Regions from separate parts of the Zea mays genome. Here region 2 is linked to region 1. A link is a contact called in public Hi-C data. All regions are on one chromosome and are shown on one strand. Each heading gives the region's core, a stretch centred on a gene start, on an enhancer-like site or on the middle of the called end of the contact. The rest is flanking DNA. Distances are from core to core; before and after follow the strand shown. Region 1 has its middle 110 kb from the start of LOC100191990. Region 2 holds the start of LOC100191990 (Protein NRT1/ PTR FAMILY 3.1).

What was found. A called contact is a pair of places that touch in the nucleus more often than the background predicts.
Region 2: a contact with region 1 is called in a Hi-C map of bundle sheath, with 5 times the contacts expected there. The contact joins the promoter of LOC100191990 here to the enhancer-like site in region 1. A contact is called at or near these places in 4 of 25 Hi-C or Micro-C datasets (bundle sheath, ear, leaf and 1 more).

What each region holds. Positions count from the first base shown.
Region 1 is chr9:34,367,122-34,370,739 of Zm-B73-REFERENCE-NAM-5.0, reverse strand. No RefSeq gene overlaps it. Among protein-coding and RNA genes, the nearest start is that of LOC100191990, 110 kb to the left of the region's middle. Within about 2 kb of position 1,944, at least 14 of the 20 cell types and tissues checked have an H3K27ac peak or open chromatin away from gene starts, as enhancers often do. A contact at or near this core is called in bundle sheath, ear, leaf and 1 more, where this site is marked.
Region 2 is chr9:34,482,555-34,486,280 of Zm-B73-REFERENCE-NAM-5.0, reverse strand. LOC100191990 (Protein NRT1/ PTR FAMILY 3.1) reads right to left here and starts at 2,469. Exons shown (of 4, transcript NM_001348733.1): 1 at 2,324-2,469; 2 at 2,013-2,230; 3 at 1,329-1,897; 4 at 1-785. The coding sequence starts at 2,396.

The sequences.
Region 1 (3,618 bases), core at 695-3,194:
TATAATTTATATATTAAGATTTAGTTTAGTCATAGTTCATATAATTTCACTCCAAGAATAATTTAGTTTATCTAGTTTTTTTTAGTCTTAAAAAATATTATGTTACTTTCGGGAGTAGTAACTTTGAAATTATGGCTATTCTCAAGGAAAGGTGTTTTGATTTAAAAACCCCCGGAGAATTTTCCTCATTTTCGCATGATTGACCATTTTAGGGTGTTACACCACTTATGGAAGAGATCGAAGGGAAAAGAATTTGCTAACTCAACAGTAAATCAAAGGTGGAATCCTAATGCTGAATTGAATCATTACTTGTCTACTAACTTTGCAGCCACTGATCGCACCTTGAAGGGTGATAAGGTAAAATTACTTGAATGGTGGAGGGAACACAAGTACAGTTTCTCAGTATTATCTCATTTTGCTAGAGATATTCTTCTTGTTCCTGTTTCAACTGTTTCTTCTGAGGCCACTTCAGCACAGTGGGTAGAATTATTGAAGAAAGGAGATCCTCTCTTGCACCTGAGACAGTGGAGGCCATCACCTGCCTTAAGGATTGGAAAAGAGCAGAAGATAGAAAGCAGCATCAACTTGAAGATCCTGAGATTGAACAAGCTTTTGCTGATTTCAGCCATGATTAGTGTTACTTATTTTATCTAGTTCATTCTGTTATTGTGGATTGTGAATGTAATATGGACTGTGGACTGTGGACATTAAAACTTTTACCGATCTGTACTCTTTTCCTTACAGAGGGAGCCCCACACTGGGGTGTAAGGTTTTTAACGAGGCAGATCGAGGAATAAAATGAATTTTCCCTCAAAACTTGTTTGTGTTAATTGATGTTTATGTTGTTTGAGGGTTTCTGTTAATTATAAGTTGTAGTTGTTTGTGTTCATTGCTGTTAATATGGACTGTGGGCTTTTAATGTAAAATGGACTGTTTTTATTTTCAATTGTGTGCCAGGCCTAAAAAAGCACGGCCCGATTCAAGCACGACGGGCTTTAGTGCCGTGCTGGGCCTCCATTTTAGTCCATAGGCACGATAAAGCCCGACTCGACACTTTGAAGCCCGAAGCACGACGGGCTCGTGCCGGGCCAGCACGGCACGACCTATCTTGCAGGACTATCCTCTACCACATCCTAGCTCCTCGTCGACCGAGCTCCTCCACGCCATCGGCAGTAGATGCCCTGCATTGGTCCACATCGATGACGGACGTCGTATCCCAGCTGCTCGATGACGGCCACCACCGCCGTCGCCGAGCGACTCTGTGTCACCACAGCAGAACGCCTGTGCGCTGGTGGGAGACGTGAGCTCAACGATGAGTACCCCATGGCGTCCTCAGTGAGCTCGACGGTGAGTATGTTGCCGTCTTTAGCTCGACGGTGAGTATGTTGGCCGTTTTCCCAGCGTCACTGTTATCTCGTCTGTGGCGGCTATGGCGTCGTGTTCATCGGATGTGCGACGTAGGGCGCTTATAGCGGATGAACATGACTCCTCTAGATTTAGCGGCTCTAACGTGTCCGCTAAATTTTAACGCCCCGTTTACCGGACCTTGCTGGAGGCACTGCGGAGGCGTCCGTTCGCTACATCTAGCATAGAAGATGATTTACAGACTATTGTAGGAGACAGTATAAAGCAGTCAAGCATAGAGCTTGCTTCCGCGCGTCTGGCACGAATTGAGCGCGGAAAGAGTGAATCGTGAGAGCGACGTACGTAGGGTGATAGCGCGGAAAGAGTGAATCGTGAGAGCGACGTACGTAGGGTGATAACGATCCGCCCCTTCCGCGCTCAATATATCAACAAGCAACTGGCTTTTGTCCGATCACCCAGACTTTAATTAAGCCTCCCCCACGCCACCGATATGACATGTTCGTCTAGCCTCTAGTGGATGACGGGACCTCAGCTCACGCTAGCTTTTGCACTGCATGATTGGCTCGATGCGTGCTTGGACCAACAACCATTGCTGCAGTGCGCTCGGTTGCTCACCGGTCAATGGTTAGCCACTTGGTCAGTACTTGTAGACCAGCCTCCGTCACCTTCCTCGCGTCGCGTCGCGACGTCGCGTCGCAGTTCACAAGACACCTCTTCCTATTAGCCTGGCTCCACATCTAGCTGCACAGCAGTGTCCAAGAAATGGACATGAGCTGCGTTCTTTCGTCTTTGATGCCTCGTTCATCTTTCCATGCATTAGCTGGCCGTGGAGTAGTGAACTAGTGATCGAGAGCAAACATACAGTTAGAGCAGTCAGAGTGGTCCGGAGGAGGGAGGAGAGCGTGCACGCATGCAGGCAATGCAGCATAGTTGTCCTAAGAGACGGAATGATATTACTGTCGCCTTAGAACATATTCGGTTCCTCTAGTTCAATACTAAAGTTTAGTTAGGAGACTAAAGTTTAGTCCATATCTCTATCTAGTTATAGGGACTAAAAGTATTCAGAGCATATTAAATAAATCATAAAAAGACAAAATACTCCTTAACATTCTTTCGCAATTAGTGTAATTGAAATAAATGAGAGGTAAAAAGTAAAATTAATATGGTTTAGTCCCTTTTAGTTACACTTTAAAGGACTAGAGACTAGAACACTTTAGTCTTTGTTTCAGGCTCAAAGTTTGGCAATTTAGAGACTAAATGAGACTAAAATAAAGAGGTAATCTTTTGTCCCTCAAACCAAACGGGCCTTAGCATGGTAAATAATTTCTAGTGATGGTTTTTTAAGGAACTGCCACTAAAAATCAATTTCTAGTGCCGTTTTTTAAGAAACCTTCACTAGAAATCATTTTTATCTTTAATTTTTTAGTTTTGTAAATGACCTCGTACGAAAAAAACACCAACATAAAAGTTGTATATCTCTAAAAGTTATTAAACTTTGTAGTTGACAATTTTTTATTTGAAATCATTTTGGCTCACAAAAATTGCATCTAAATTGAGAAATTTAAAATGAAAATTTTGCAAACGACTTCGCATGGGAAAGTGTCAAAACAAAAATATAGAACTTCAAAAGTTATGGAACTTTGTAGTTGACAAATTTTTCGTTTGAATTCATTTACAGCCTCAAACAGTCAATTTACACTAAGTTGGTTATAATACACTACAGGAATCAAGAAGATTCCCGTCGGCTATATTAATTCCCGTCGGCCTTTGCGCGGGCCGACGGAAATTAAGTAACTCCCGTCGGCTAAAAGCCAGCCCACGGGCTTTAGTGTTACTCCCGTCGGCCCAGCCGCCGGCCGACGGGCTTCAGTTTAACTCCCGTCGGCTCAGCCGCCAGCCGACGGGAATTAGTTAACTCCCGTCGGCCCTGACGCCAGCCGACGGGAGTTAATGCTTTATGTGCCGGGCGGTCACCCGCGCGACTCATTTTCTCTCTTCTCCAAGCCTTGCTCGTTCGCCGCCGCCGTAGAAACGCCGCCCCCGACGCCGGCCGCCGCCCACCACCGCCCCGGCCGCGCGCCCGCCGCCCACCACTGCCCCCGGCGCCGCCCGCCGCCCACCACCGACCCGGCCGCGCGCCCGCCACCGCCTAGGAGCGCGCCCGGCGGCCGCCACCGCCACGGGAGCGCCGCCCGCAACCGCCACCGCCCCGGAGCGCCGCCCGCCGCGTCGCTTCCGCCCCCGTAGCGCCGC
Region 2 (3,726 bases), core at 1,220-3,719, 120 kb before region 1:
CCCAGTAAAAGTAATCCAGCTTGCCGTGATTGATGTTGTCCGGCAGCCAGTTGGCGCCGCCGGGCCCCGCGCTCCAGCGGTGCACAGCGTCCACCAGCAGCGTGCTCGCGTAGCTTCCCAGCGAGATGGACAGCCAGAAGAGCGCCGTCGCCGTGCTGCGCATGCTCTCGGGCGCCTGGTCGTACATGAACTCGAGGTGCCCCACGGAGGTGAACGCCTCGGCCACGCCGTGCAGCGCGTACTGCGGCACCAGCCAGTAGGCCGACAGCGGGGACGTGCCGGCGTCCGTGGCGCCGGCCGCCGCCGCCGCGTCCCTGCGGTGCCGCTCCACGAAGCCGGCGACCAGGGTGGCGAGCACGCTGATGGCGAAGCCGACGCCCATGCGGTGCAGGAAGGAGATGCCGCGGTCCAGCCCCGTGAAGCGGCGCGCCACGCGGATGAGCGCGCGGTCGTAGACGAAGAGGGTGAAGAGCATGGCCAGCAGCCCGAAGACGGTCATGGACCCCGCGGGGATCTCGAACGTGGAGAGGCCCGGCGCGAGGCGGCGGTCCATGGTGCTCGCCTGCTGCAGGGAGAAGGTGTTCTGCGTCGACGACCCCGTGATCACCAGGATGCCCGCCGCCCAGATAGGACCCATGCGGATCACCGACTTGAGCTCCTCCACGCGGTGCACGGTGCTCAGGCGCCACAGGTCCGGGACGGGGGCCGTCGACGGCTTGCCGGAGTCCGCGTCCGTCAGCGTGACCAGGTCGCCGTCGGTGACGATCGCCGCGCGGTCAAAGAAGCTGCAAACGGTGTCAGTTGAACTTAAATTTGGAGTGGCAGTTTATACTATCGAAAATTCGAATCTGATCCATGATTCAGACTAATTTATGTTTGATCCATAGTGACAAGTTTAATTTCACAGAAAAATACAGCTTAGAATATGACTCCCTGTTGAGTGTCCACGACGAATTTCAGGATAGGGTGTATCCACCATTGACAAGTGACAATTAACCGAGACTGCAATCACGCTTGCTTGAGCAAACAAACGTGGACCCGTGCGTTATGATCTTCTTCTCTCAGTGTCCAAGTCAAGACCGGACAACACGAGAAATTGTACCGTTGCGGACTTGTCCATTTTCGGCGCCACTTCACATGGCCTTGTGATTGGATCTACCCTGTCCGTGATCCTTTCTTGGCAATTTCTTATGGGTTGTCGGTTGTCGGCAGTCCATCCAGTCAAACCACCACAAAAAATGGGCCCCGATCCTTACCAGTGCAGTGCACTGCAGTCGGCAGTGAAAGAACAGAGCCGGTAGCAGAGTTAGGCAGCGGGACCAAGGTACCTGAGCTGATCCGTGTGCACAAGCTTGCCGTACATGGAGATGGGCGCGTCGAGCTCGTCGTCCTCGTACAGCAACGCGGGGTCGACGTCCGCCGCCGGCAGCCGCCGCTTCTTGACAGCGGCGACGACAACCTGCGCGAGCCGCGTGAACGGGCTCCCCGCGGGCTCCAGCCTCCGGTACATCGGGTACCCGGCCACGAAGGCGGCGACGGAGACGCCCATGCAGAAGGCCGGCACGCCGAGGCCCCAGCCCCAGCCCACGTTGTCCTGCACGTACACCACCGCCGTGACGGCCAGCAGCATGGACGCGCCGTTGCAGAAGTAGTACCAGTTGAAGAAGCCCCAGCTCCGCGCGCGCTCCGCCGCCCGCGACTCGTCGAACTGGTCCGCCCCGAACGCCACGATGCAGGGGCGGTACCCGCCCGCGCCCACCGCGTTCAGGAGCAGGGACACGTACAGCACCGCCAGCTGCCACGGCGCGGCCTCCTGGCATGCCACCGCGCCGCCGGGCTTGCACGGCGCCGGCCGGAACCGCGGCAGCGCCGCTGACACCGTCAGGAGCGCCATGCCCTGTGCGCGACGGACGTCAGTGATCATTCATTCACTCGCAGCCGCGCGCAGTTCACCACGCCCACGACGTATGCTGTATGCATTTCTTGGCAAGAGGGTTCCACAGTGCACGTACGGCTTGGTAGACGACGGACGCGGCGGCGATGGTCCAGAACCGGCCGATGCAGGCGTCGGCGAGGAAGGCACCGATGAGGGGCGTCGCGGCGGAGGTGCCGCCGAAGTTGGTGAGCGTGGTGGCGGCCTTCGCCAGCGGCATGTGCAGCTGAGTGGTCAGGTACGTCAGCATGTTGGTCGAGAAACCCACCACGGCGAGCTTCTCCGCCACCTCGTTTGCTGCGCGGGCGGAAGTGCAAACGCAAAAATTAAACCAATTGAGATCAAGGCTCCCAGCAAAAACAGCACCTGTTGGTTAGTAAACTCGCTTACCGAAGATGAAGGGCATTGTTCTCAGACCACCCTTCTTCCTGCATGTCATCTTCCCCGCTTCCTCCATGGCCATGGCTGCCGCCTTCTCCGTTCGTGGTGGCCGAGGCGAAACGCTCTTGTGCAGTTCCGCACAGCCACAACGGTGCCTAGCGTCCCTAGCTGCCTGGCCATCTCCGCTCCACTTATTTATGAAAACATATCATGTGCTTATTTAGTACACATATTAAATCATCATCATTTATTTTGAATTTCACGTTTCTTGTTGCTTTATATATGCTACAAATAACACCCTCCACTATTATTCTTTATTATTTTTATTTTGTCCCATAACTTTTAGTGCAGGTGAATGGCTCCTTTTCTTATGATGTTCCGATGGAGAGGGAGGCTCCTTCTAGTTGGCAGAAGAGGTGAAAGACTCCTTCGACTAGACGGAGAACTTTTTTGACCAATACTTTTAATTCTTAGATTGGAATTCTGTATTTTAATGTATCTTTTCTATCATAGAATAAATCTATGTATGATATGTGAAAACATGGTTTCATCGTCACCCCCTATAATATTAGCTCTAGATCTTTGTATCCAACACAGATCTAATCAACGTTTATCACTGAGTACCTGCCTGAAATTTCGCCCCCACAGTATGTTGGCCTTGTGAGTGGCGGAGGCGCCATACCATAAGCAACCTTAGTTGTCAGATTTCTGACGCCTATATGTAGCTCACAAGGCATTGGATGGCCAATATCATCCACTAGGAACCGCTGTCCTTCAGATATTTTCGTGGACGCGCAACTGCTGTGTCGACTTTTAGGAATAACCATGTTGGGAGGAGGCATCAACCCCTGCTAGGTTAGCTGCCTAACAACAATTGCCACTTGACGATGTACCTAGTCTAGAATAGATGCTTTAATCCTGACAAGTTCTTCCACTAGATTTCAGACTCTATCCTCTTCCTTGTTTTTTCCTCTCTGCCGACTCCTTTATGTGCGAACATAAGGTTGTGGTCCGGGTTGATGATGAGTGATTGTGAATGGGTAGCGTCTCGGGTCGAGTCGTGGACTGACCGAGGTGTGAGTTATGTGTATGTGCAACCATATCTGTCGGCTTATGGTGTGCAGGTGTGGAGCACAGGGACGATGGTCGACGACTGAGGTGAAGTCATGCGGGCTCGTGCTGACGAACTGGGAGCGGTGAAGGACAAATGCTAGGTATTGGCTGATGGACCGGAGCAGTCGAGTGACTAGCCGTGGTGCCTAACACCTAGGACATGCACTCGCGCGAGGACGTGGTGGAGCGGGACGTGTTGTCGACGCAGTCGAGGACTGGTGTAAACCCTAAAATACGTTTTAAGAAACTAGGAAGTCCCTTTATTCTTTTGTGGGATAAAATTTGAGTGGATTCTAGCA